Linked DNA regions of Sus scrofa: regions 1 and 3 are each linked to region 2. The links are chromatin contacts, called in public Hi-C and promoter capture Hi-C maps. All regions are on one chromosome and are shown on one strand. Each heading gives the region's core, a stretch centred on a gene start, on an enhancer-like site or on the middle of the called end of the contact. The rest is flanking DNA. Distances are from core to core; before and after follow the strand shown.

The links. Promoter capture Hi-C pulls out the DNA fragments that hold promoters and counts their contacts. Hi-C and Micro-C count contacts between places; a contact is called where the count stands out from the background.
Region 1: a Hi-C map of liver shows a contact between it and region 2, with 4 times the contacts expected there. The contact joins two enhancer-like sites. A contact is called at or near these places in 1 of 47 Hi-C or Micro-C datasets (liver) and 1 of 2 datasets of contacts at active chromatin or transcription factors (alveolar macrophages).
Region 3: a promoter capture Hi-C map of liver shows a contact between it and region 2, with 4 times the contacts expected there. The contact joins the promoter of TMEM50B here to the enhancer-like site in region 2. A contact is called at or near these places in 1 of 5 promoter capture datasets (liver), 11 of 47 Hi-C or Micro-C datasets (blood, fetal heart ventricle, liver and 4 more) and 2 of 2 datasets of contacts at active chromatin or transcription factors (alveolar macrophages and skeletal muscle).

What each region holds. Positions count from the first base shown.
Region 1 is chr13:197,377,885-197,381,488 of Sscrofa11.1, reverse strand. ITSN1 (intersectin-1) reads right to left here. Exons shown (of 42, transcript XM_021070946.1): 15 at 276-363; 16 at 1-137. Among named protein-coding and RNA genes, the nearest start is that of ITSN1, 78 kb to the right of the region's middle. Within about 2 kb of position 1,783, at least 14 of the 83 cell types and tissues checked have an H3K27ac peak or open chromatin away from gene starts, as enhancers often do. A contact at or near this core is called in liver, where this site is marked.
Region 2 is chr13:197,227,850-197,231,340 of Sscrofa11.1, reverse strand. The region is part of intron 4 of CRYZL1 (crystallin zeta like 1); the gene reads left to right. Among named protein-coding and RNA genes, the nearest start is that of CRYZL1, 19 kb to the left of the region's middle. Within about 2 kb of position 2,165, at least 3 of the 83 cell types and tissues checked have an H3K27ac peak or open chromatin away from gene starts, as enhancers often do. A contact at or near this core is called in alveolar macrophages and liver, where this site is marked.
Region 3 is chr13:197,090,933-197,094,704 of Sscrofa11.1, reverse strand. TMEM50B (transmembrane protein 50B) reads left to right here and starts at 1,397. Exons shown (of 7, transcript XM_021070935.1): 1 at 1,397-1,556.

The DNA.
Region 1 (3,604 bases), core at 534-3,033, 150 kb before region 2:
CAGCTGATTATTGAAAATATCAATCTCCTGGAGTTTCGATCTAGTTTCTTTCTCCACTTCATCCAGTTGGTCTCGGAGCTGCTGCCGAGCTAGTTCTTTTGCTTCTAAAGCTCTTTTGAGGGTAAGAAGCGAATCTCCTGTTTGAGAAAAACATTGCAAGATGAGAAAAACAACCTGGCAGTTAGGAAAAATGGTTTGTCGTGTTGTCCTTTCAATTAAGGAAGTTCTTGCCAGTAAAAAAAGGAAAATGCCAACTTTAGAAATAAAACACCTACTGTGCAAACTGTTCTGCTGAACTTGTTTTAATTGGTCATTGAGTATCTGTTTTTCTGGAATAAGTCTCCCAAGCATTTGCTGAGACTCCTAGGAGAGAAAGAGAGGATAGCAATGAATGAGGGAGAAAATGACCTTATTTAGATCCAAAGTCCAGGCAGGCAGTTTTCTCATCCCTCAAAGACTCCTAATCAGAGGGTGTAGAGAAAAGGGAACCCTCTTCTTACACTGTTGGTGGGAATGTAAATTGGTACAACCACTATGGAGAACAGTATGGAGGTACCTTAGAAAACTAAATATACAACTACCATATGACCCAGCAATCCCACTCTTGGGCATATCTCCAGACAAACCTTTCCTTGAAAAAGACACATGCACCCGCATGTTCACCGCAGCATTATTCACAACAGCCAAGACATGGAAACAACCCAAACGTCCATCAACAGATGATTGGATTAGAAAGATGTGGTACACATAAACAATGGAATACTACTCAGCCATCAAAAAGAACAAAATAATGCCATTTGCAGCAACATGGATGGAACTAGAGACTCCCATACTAAGTGAAGTAAGTCAGAAAGAGAAAGACAAATACCGTATGATTTCACTTATATCTGGAATCTAATATACGGCACAAATAAATCTTTCCACAAAAAAGAAAATCATGGACTTGGAGAATAGACTTGTGGTTGCCAAGAGGGAGGGGGAGGGAGTGAGAGGGACTAGGAATTTGGGGTTAATAGATGCAGACTATTGCCTTTGGAATGGATAAGCAATGGGATCCTGCTGTATAGCACTGGGAACTATGTCCAGTCACTTGTGATGGAGCATGATAATGTGAGAAAAAAGAATATATACTTGTATGTGTGACTGGATCACCTTGCTGTGCAGTAGAAAATTGACAGAGGAGTTCCCGTCGTGGCTCAGTGGTTAATGAATCCGACTAGGAACCATGAGGTTGCGGGTTCTATCCCTGGCCTTGCTCAGTGGGTTAAGGATCCAGCGTTGCCGTGAGCTGTGGCGTAGGTTGCAGACGTGGCTCGGATCTGGTGTTGCTGTGGCTCTGGTGTAGGCCAGCAGCTACAGCTCCGATTCAACCCCTAGCCTGGGAATCTCCATATGCCGCGGGAGTGGCCCTAGAAATGGCAAAAAAGGCAAAAGAAAAAAAAAGAAAATTGACAGAACACTGTAGATCAGCTATAATGGAAAAAATAAAAACCATTATTAAAAACAAAAAAAGACTCCTAATCACATCCCAAATCCTCTATGGTGAAGCTGCATTTATTCACTGGTCAGGCAGGTTCTTGTTTTCCTGCCAAGGAATCAAATATTTGCCAAATGCTTTTCACTGAAATAAAGTTAAAACAGTTATAGCTCTCCTGATTTTTTTGTTGACTGACTGCCTATTTATAAGCTTTAAAAAATGTACCCAAAGTACAACTCAGCAGACAAGAGAATAATCTCCCAATTGCACTGGGATCAAATGCAAACGAGGTGACCTCAGTGTTTGTACAGTGACTCAGTAGTTTACACAGGAACTATTCTGTCCTGAACTTTGATCCTTAATGGGGTTGAACTGAGGATTAACATAAACCTGAAGCTGGAAACAGAAATCAAAAAAGAGATTTTTAATAATTAGGATCTCAGCTAGCTGTCTGGAGTTTTCATGGGTGACTTGACAAGCAACTGTATTTGCCTACATTCTGCTGAAATTATTCAATACAGTTTTTACACATTTTATGCAAAGGTCAGGTTTTCCAGCCTTTATTAGGGAACAGGTGACTTTTATTTTTACCTTAAGAAAAATATCTCTAAGCATTAACTTTTAGGTTGAAAAAATAGAAATGTCTTAATTAAAAACTTGGGGGGTTTCTGTTGTGGCTCAGCAGGTTAAGAACCTGACTGATGGGAGTTTCTGTCGTGGCTCAGCGGAAATGAATCCGATTAGTATCCATGAGGATGCAGGTTCGATCCCCAGCCTCACTCAGTGGGTGAAGGATCCAGAGTTACCAGGAACTGTGGTATAGGTTGCAGATACAGCTCAGATCTGGCGTTGCTGTGGCTGTGGTGCAGGCTGCCAGCTACAGCTCCAATTCAACGCCTAGCCTGGGAACTTCCACGTGCCTCAGGTGTGGCCCTAAAAAGACTAAAAAAAAGGAAACCAACTATTATCCATGAAGATACAGGTTTGATTGCTGGTCTTGCTCAGTGAGTTAAAGGATCTGGCATTGCTGAGAGCTGAGGTGTAAAGGTTACAGACCTGGCCTGGATCTAGCATTGCTGTGGGTGTGGGGTAGGCCAGCAGCTGAAGCTCCAATTCAACCCCTATCCTGGGAACTTTCATATGACACAGGTGCTTCTCCCCAAAGAAAACAAACAAACAAACAAATACCACCTTCCACGAGAGGCTAAGAACCAGTCCTCTCTGGAACCACCACCATGCGATACAGACTGGCTTGTGTGTAATAGATCTCTGCGTACTATATGGCTGAACAGCACAGAGACACAGCTCAGTGGGGAAGACGTGAAAGCATCTTCTCATATGAATAATCCACACAGACACATGTTAGCCCTTCCCATCCACCCAAATTTGGACAAAACAGAACATACAAATCAGATCATTTTCCCCAAAATGCATAACCAACTGAAATTCTCCTCTTATTCTATTTGCTGAATTAAGGCAAGATCCCTACCCAAACTTCAAAGTTTCTTTCCTAAACCAGGACAAACAATGAAGTATGCAGATGAAGCCTCAGGAGTTCCTGTCGTGACTCAGTGAAAACGAATCTGACTAGTATCCATGAGGATGCAGGTTCAATCCCTGGCCTTGCTCAGTGGGTTAAGGATCCAGCATTGCTGTAAGCTGTGGTACAGGCCACAGGTGTGGTTCAGACCTGGTGTGGCTGTGGCTGTGGTGTAGGCTGGTAGCTGTAGCTCTGATTAGACCCCTAGCCTGGGAACTTCCATATGCTGCAGGTGTGGCCCTTAAAAGCAAAAAAAAAAAAAAAAAAAAAGATGAAACCTGGCACAGATCACTGAGATTGTTTTATTTATATAAACATTACTTTTTTTTTTTTTTTAAATTTCTTGGGCCGCTCCTGCGGCATATGGGAGGTTCCCAGGCTAGGGGTCTAATTGGAACTGTAGCCGCCAGCCTACGCCAGAGCCACAGCAACGCGGGATCTGAGCCGAGTCTGTGACTTACACCACAGCTCACGGCAACGCCGGATCATTAACCCACTGAGCAAGGCCAGGGATCGAACCCTCAACCTCGTGGTTCCTAGTCAGATTCGTTAACCACTGCACCACAACGGGAACTCCCTATAAACAT
Region 2 (3,491 bases), core at 916-3,415:
ATAAAAGAAATTAAATGGCAGTGGAGGGAAAGATTGCACGCTTGGGATGGCCTGTGACACTCTGGTCTATGGACTGGATGGTCTGTAGGGACCTGCTGGGTAACACAGGGAACTCTACCCAATATTCTGTGATAACCCATAGGGGAACAGATATGTGTACATGTAAGCCTGAATCACTTTGCTCTACAGCAGAAATTAATACAATATTATAAATCAACTATACTTCAATAGAATTTTTTAAAAAGCTAAATGGTAGCTAATTGGTTTACCGATACATAAAATTATACACACTTCTTCAAACATGAGTGAATTAAACAGAAGCGTTTGCCCTTTTGTAATCAAAAAGAAAAATGGAACTTAATTGGTATTTTATAACTGAAGACTTGTGAACAGTTTCATGAATATTTACGGATTATGTATTTAAATCCCTGAGTAATGCCATTGAATAGAATGACCAGTATTGTCCTTTTTATGATGTCTTTACAAACCAGCCTAAATTGCTTGTGTAAATTGGCTTTGGGCCAGAATTTATATAACAGTTAAGAATGACATTCACATTAAATTTTTAAAGTGTGCCTAAAGTTGAGTATTTAAAAAGTATGAGTTCTGTTGTGGCTCAGTGGGTTAGGGATCCAGCATTGTCACTGTAGGGGCTCAGGTCGCTGCTGTGGTTCAGGTTTAGTCCCTGGCCCAGGAACTCCCACATGCCTCATGTGCAACCCGCCCCCCAGAGGTAAACAGTTTACTCATCTGAAAATGGGTACTGGGGAGAAATAACCAGTAAGATTTTATAATTTCCTTAAAGAAAAAGGTTAGTAAATAGTGGTCTTAATATGCGGGACAGTGAGCCTAAGGTACTTGAAATAATTTGTTTCTGAATAAACGTTCTGTTCTTATTTGCTGCTAGTAGTGATCAGTTTATGGTCGCTCTTTCTGCATATGTGAGTGGATAAATGAGCATTATCATGTAGGTTAGACATTTGCATTTCACCAGTAATTTTAATCTGTAATATATTTGATTCTCAAAAAAAAAATTTAATTAAAAAAAAAAATGGAGTTCCCATCGTGGTTCACTGGTTAGAAAACCTGACTGGCATCCATGAGGACGAGGGTTCCATCCCTGGCCTTGCTCAGTGGGTTAAGGATCCGACATTGCCGTGAGCTGTGGTGTAGGTCACAGACCTGGCTTGGATCCCACGTTGCTGTGACTCTGGCATAGGCTGGCACCTACAGCTCCAATTATACCCCTAGTCTGGGAACCTCTGTATGGCGCGGGTGCAGCCTAGAAAAGACAAAAAAAAAAAAAAAAAGACAAAAGATAAAAATAAAAATATATTTGATTCTCTTTCTCAGTATAGTCTTCTAACATAGCTAAGTCATAATTTCATTCCCTCTCCTTTCTTCTGCTTAGATTGTAAAAAAAATAAAAGTAAGAAGTAAAACAGCCAGAAGATAACCAATCAATCAATCATTCACTTATTCCTCATTTAATGAAGACTTGCTAAGTGCTTAGGATGTGAAGATAAATAAGACAAAGTCCCTGCCCTGCAAGAGTTCACAATCTGGGGTAGAGACAGAGATATACAGGCATGAGCAGATTATTCTGAAAGCTCCAAGGAGAGGTGCCCACCCAGCCAGAAGGTTGGGAAAGGTTCTCGGAGGAAGTCACCCAGACTGAAAGGGGCCTCAGGAGGAAAATCACACTCAGCAGAGAAGATCTCTTGAGCAAAGACACAAAAGCAAGTAATAATGTGATATATATAAGAATTACAGAGTTTGGTGTTGCTGGAACAAAATTAAGTTCTAGGCAGGAGTCATAGGCAAGGTACTTGGCAGCAGAAAAACATTTTGTCAAGAAAATTCTCCCTCAAAATTCTACTCAGAGTCATTAGAGAAGATACTGAACAAAGTATTTTAACGATATGAATGCTGATTCCTTCCCTGCCCCAAAATTAGGCAAGAGGGTAGGCGAGGGCCAGATCCATGCTGAGCTCATATCTCAGATTTGGTTGTAGAGAGAGTATTAGAGTGGCCATTGAAAGGGCAGCTTCAAAAGGGAGGCAAAGCAGGCTGTAGGCAAGAGGACTGTTTGGGTTGTAGACCAATAGGCGCAAAATGGCAAAGCCCAGAACTTAGTGGAGACAGTGGTGGCAGAGGTGGCGAATGGATCCAAGACACACTGACAGTGCAGTATCAGCAGAACTTAATAATTGACTGGACCAGGTTAATCTAAAACAGGTCAAAGCCAGGAATGGTTTACAAGATTCTGGTTAAGCTATGAATTGCTGCCACATGGATAAGGGAAGGGGATCTGATTTGGAGAAAGACCCTGAGTTTAGGATTTATACTTGCATTCAGAGTGGCTAAGTGGTATCCCCCTGGAAATATCTAGTAACTTTCAGCTCAGAGGTGAGTGATCTAGGCTGGAAATACATCGATTTGAAAGTTGTCAGTTTACAGGTTGTATTTAAAATAATAGAAAGTTGGATTGGTGCAGTGGAAACAAATCTGACTAGGAACCAGGAGGTTGCGGGTTCGATCCCTGGCCTTGCTCAGTGGGTTAAGGATCTGGTGTTGCCGTGAGCTTGGTGTAGGTCACAGACATGGCTCGGATCTGGCATTGCTGTGGCTGTGGCGTAAGCTGGCAGCTGTAGCTCCAAATGGACCCTTAGCCTGGAAAGCTCCATATGCCACGGGTATGGCCCTAGGAAGACAAAAGACAAAAATAAATAAATAAATTAAATAAAATAATAGCAAGTTGATGAGCTCATTCAGGGAGAGAGAAGTGAAAGAGCTGTACAGACAGCATAGAACCTTTGTCAGTGCCACTGTTTGAAGGACAATTAAAAATGAAGCAAGCCAAAAAGAAAGGATCAGAGTGATTTCAGGAAGACAGGAATCCTCAGCAGAAGGGAAAGAGTAAAGTACCGAAGCAAAAAGTATTGGGGATGATGGCACAGGAGGAATGCAAAGCAGCAGCAAACTGGGGCCTTTTGGTTGCCAGGGCCAGAGAGGCCACTTTTATGCAGCAGGCTTCTCGCTCACTTCCCTGCTCCACCTCAGCTTCCTCATCCGTTAAACAAGAACAGTAATGTCTGGGCGTTCCCGTCATGACACAGCGGAAGTGAGTCCAACTATGAACCATGAGGTTGAAGGTTCGATCCCTGGTCTCGTTCAGTGAGTTGAGGATCTGACATTGCTGTGGCATAGGCCGGGCAGCTGTAGCTCCTGGTTTCCTAGCTCTAGGTTTCCTATCCTGGGAACCTCCATATGCCACAGGTGTGACCCTAAAAAAAAAAAAAAAAAAAAAAAAAAAAAAAAAAAAAAAAAAAAAAAGAATAGTAATATCTGCTCAATAAGTATGCTTTGAAGATTAAATGTGATCATGTGCTAAAATTCTGGCACAAGTAGGCATTCAAGGAGGTTTGGTTTTTTTACTCCTATTTCCGACTGTAACTATCAGAACAGAAATATTCTAAAGAACTGACTGA
Region 3 (3,772 bases), core at 148-2,647, 140 kb after region 2:
TATGTTGGGTTCTTAACCTGCTGAGCCACAATGGGAACTGCCCCCAAAAAGTAAGATTTTAAAAAGTCAACTTTTATAGATCAGTAATCTAACTAGTTTTAAGGTTGCAAATGTTTCAAAAGTAATTTATTTAACAAATAATTACTGAGCATCTAGATCCTAGCATATGTGTCAGGATGATGGGTAATATAACTACAAATGTATTATTTGCCAAATGACAGAATATAAAAGATAGAAAAATAACATCCATGAAAATGAGAACTGAGAGATAGTGGAAAAATAAAAAGCAGAGGTTGTTTCTCTTACATGTATAAGATTTATAGGAGTAACAGGAATATAAGAGAGTGGCATTTTGTGACAACTTGGAACACAAAACCTTTTATTTCATTATATTTCAGGGGAAAACATTTTTAGAATCCCATTGAAAATACCTGGACTTTTACACAATGTCTTTTCCCCAAATAACTAATTACACTTTATATTCTGTAGGAAATTCAGACCAGGCTTTCAAAGGCTATTGAAGTTACACTGAAAATTCAAGATGTATCCTCTTTAAAGGAGACAGTAGGAAGATACTGGACCACGAGAAAGCAAAAATCTGGTAGATAGCCAGGAAAACATAAGAACAGAATTAAGACTAGTTAGTTGTAGGGAATTCCCCGTTGTGGCTCAGCGGGTTAAGAATCCAACTAGTGTCCATGAGGACGCGGGTTTGATCCGCTCAGCGTGTTAAGGATCTGGCTTGGCTGCAAGCTGTGGGTAGGTCACAGATGCAGCTCGGATCTCGTGTTGCTGTGGCTGGGGACCAGGAACATCCATAAGCCATGGGTGCGGCCCTAGTAAGAAAATAGAAAAACCAAAAAAAAAAAAAAAAAAAAAAAAAAAGCAAAAAATAAAAGGCGTAGTTGTACTGTACCGGTAACTTCGGGTTGCTGTACTAGTTGGTAGCCTTGGACCAGAAATCTCACCTTTCTAGGCCTCCATTTCTGAGCGTTAGGGATTGGAAAAGGTCACTTCTAGAGACCCCCCGTTTCTGAGAACCTCCTGGAGTACACGCCCTACCCTGGGCTGCTCTCGGTCAAAGCCGCTTAACCCAGGGGCAAAGACAACCTCCGCTCTCTAGGTCTTGGGCTCCTCCCACACGTGTGATTTCACCGATGCTGCACTTGAAGTCCTTGAGCGGAAACGCAGCACTGATGCCGCCCAGAAAACAACAGAGGGGTCAGGTCAGCGCTGCCGCGAATCACAAGGCGCAGAGTCCAGCCAGCAGCTCCCAGGGGGCCGCAGAACGACCGCCCTCACCCCGCCCCTTGGCTGCCTCGCCCCGCCCCTAGATCCTTGCCCCGCCTCCGGCCGGCCACTTGCTGCACGCCGATTGGTTGCTTCCCTGCGCACGGCGCCGCGCCCCGCCCCACCGGCGCCCTCGCCTCACGCCCGCCGCCCGCTCCCGGCTCCCGGGGGCTGAAGTGGAGCGGAGGACGCGGGCTAGACAGCTGCACGGCAGCTTCCTCCTCTGCGCGCGCGCCTCGCGTTGGCGTGGGCGTGGGGGAAGCCGGGTGAGTGCGGGCAGTCAGTTTCGGGGCGTGCTGGGGGCTAGCGCCCACCGCCTGCTCTTGGAGAGGCGTCCTCAGCCGGCCCGGCCTGCGAGGGACGACAGCGCCCGGCCTTTCCCGTGCGCGGTGCGCGGCGTCGCGGGGCGGAGCGGGTTCGCGGAGCATACGGGCGGCCTGCGGGGCGGGGGCCTCCGCCGCTCCCTGCTCACCAGCCCATGTCTTCTTGGGCGCCCGGGGAGCGCGTTCGGCCGGGGCAGGCAGCTACGCCGCGTTATCTCGCCGTCGACTTGCTTCCCTGGAGGATCTGCACAGGTTTCCATCCCGAACCTGTCAGCTTCACCGCGGTGCCCGGCGCAGGGGAGAGACGTGCGGCCCGCACTCGGCGTCTGGGGGCCTTTCGAGGACTTGCTCACCCCTCCCGTTTGGTCTCAGCCTCTGCTGGCGATGTTGTTAAGTGTTTGGTGGACTTTTCCGACTCGCTCCTTAGGAGAGTAGGGACAGAGGTGGAAAGAGGGAATAGAGGAGGGTCAACATTCTTTCCAGGATTAATCATAAAGTGTTGAGTGTCCTTTTAGATGAGGAGCGTAGCCCAGGTAGCAATGGTAGTTGTGCTGGGGAAGACGCTTGGTTTTTAACCAATAAATTGGCTTCCGAGTTCATCACTGGAAGGTGCTTAATCGGAAAGGTAAATATATAACCTTTTAAAGCCAAAGCAGTAATGAGATTGTCCTCGCTCGCTCCCTGCTGCTAGCGCTGTGCATGCGTGTGTGTGTGTGTGTGTGTGTGTGTGTGTGTGTTGGGGAGAGTCAAGCTCCGATTGGAGTGAATGTGTAACCAGCGTTATACCTCTCAAAGACATTAATTTCTCTTTTCGGAGTGTCCCACCTCTTCGCGCCAACTCTTCACCGACTTGCACTTTATATAAATCCCCTTTCTTAACATTTCCCAAGCCTCCTACTCCCAGGCTTGTCACGCTTCTTTTACATCATCTTCGGTCAGGGTCAGTTGTCTTCTCTTCTGTCATACTGTTCAGACGTAGAACAGACGTTAGGCATTTTTTACCGGTAATAGTGTGGCAGGCCTCCTCGTTCTTAAAATGAAAACAAGACGTTCTCTTGAATAATGATGCGGCAGGAAAAAGCTGGTGTAATGAGAGCCGGGGAAGGATGTCGTGTTTCTCTTCCGGAGACACGCCCTCCCCACCCCCCATCCTTCTCTGCCCGCTAGGATCACAGCAGCCTTAACTGGCTGATTATTTCCGAATTCATTTTCTGGAGTCTAAGGTAAAGAATTTATCTTATTATTTTATCCTTATCGGCTCCTTTTAAGTGATTACAATATATTCAGGTTGTAAACATTTTAAAAATATTACAGAGGAACATCAAGTAAAAAATTCAGAGTGCGCAGAAGAGTATCAAGAAAAAAGTTAGACTTCCTTGATTTTGGACGTTGCATACTTTACATCCTCAATTCCAGTCCCTAGGAGGGGATTGTGCCATAATACTGTTGGGCAACTACTTTAATATAAAGATACATTAGCTTAAAAAAAAATTAAAGATACATTAACTTAGTACATGCTGACCTATCTCATTTTTGGATGTACTGTTTGGATGTACTCTTTAATTTTTTTTTTTTTTTTGGCCATGCCTGCCGCAGGTGGAAGTTACCAGGCCAGGGTTGGAACCTGCACCACAGCTGTGATCTGAGCCACAGCAGTGACAGCCATGGATCCTTAACCTGCTGTGCCACCAGGGAACTCTGGAAATACTCAAATTTTCTCGATCCCTTAATGATGATCATTTTGGTTGTTTCTGGGTTTTCACCATTATGGATGAAAATCCTTTTGGCATTGTAGGATAAGTTTCAGGTAGGTGGTTTAAACAGATAATTGTATTTTAAAGTATAATTTTAGTGCTCTTTTCACTTCTTATAACTGATAGGATTTTATAATTTAATGCCTTATTATTTTGTTCCTTTTTGGCTGCACCTGTGGCATGCAGAAGTTCCCTGGCCAAGGACTGAACCCCAGCCACAGTAGTGACAAAATCGGAAAGGATTTTATCATTTAAAGGCAGTAGCTAATTTGTTTGATTCATATGCATTTTTAGAATCTGTTTGTCTCTTTGCATTTAGAGACTGGATCACAAAATATTTGAGGACCAGGTTAAATAATGGTGGATTTATTCACCTTGTTAGCACTTAGTGGTGTTGACTTTAAG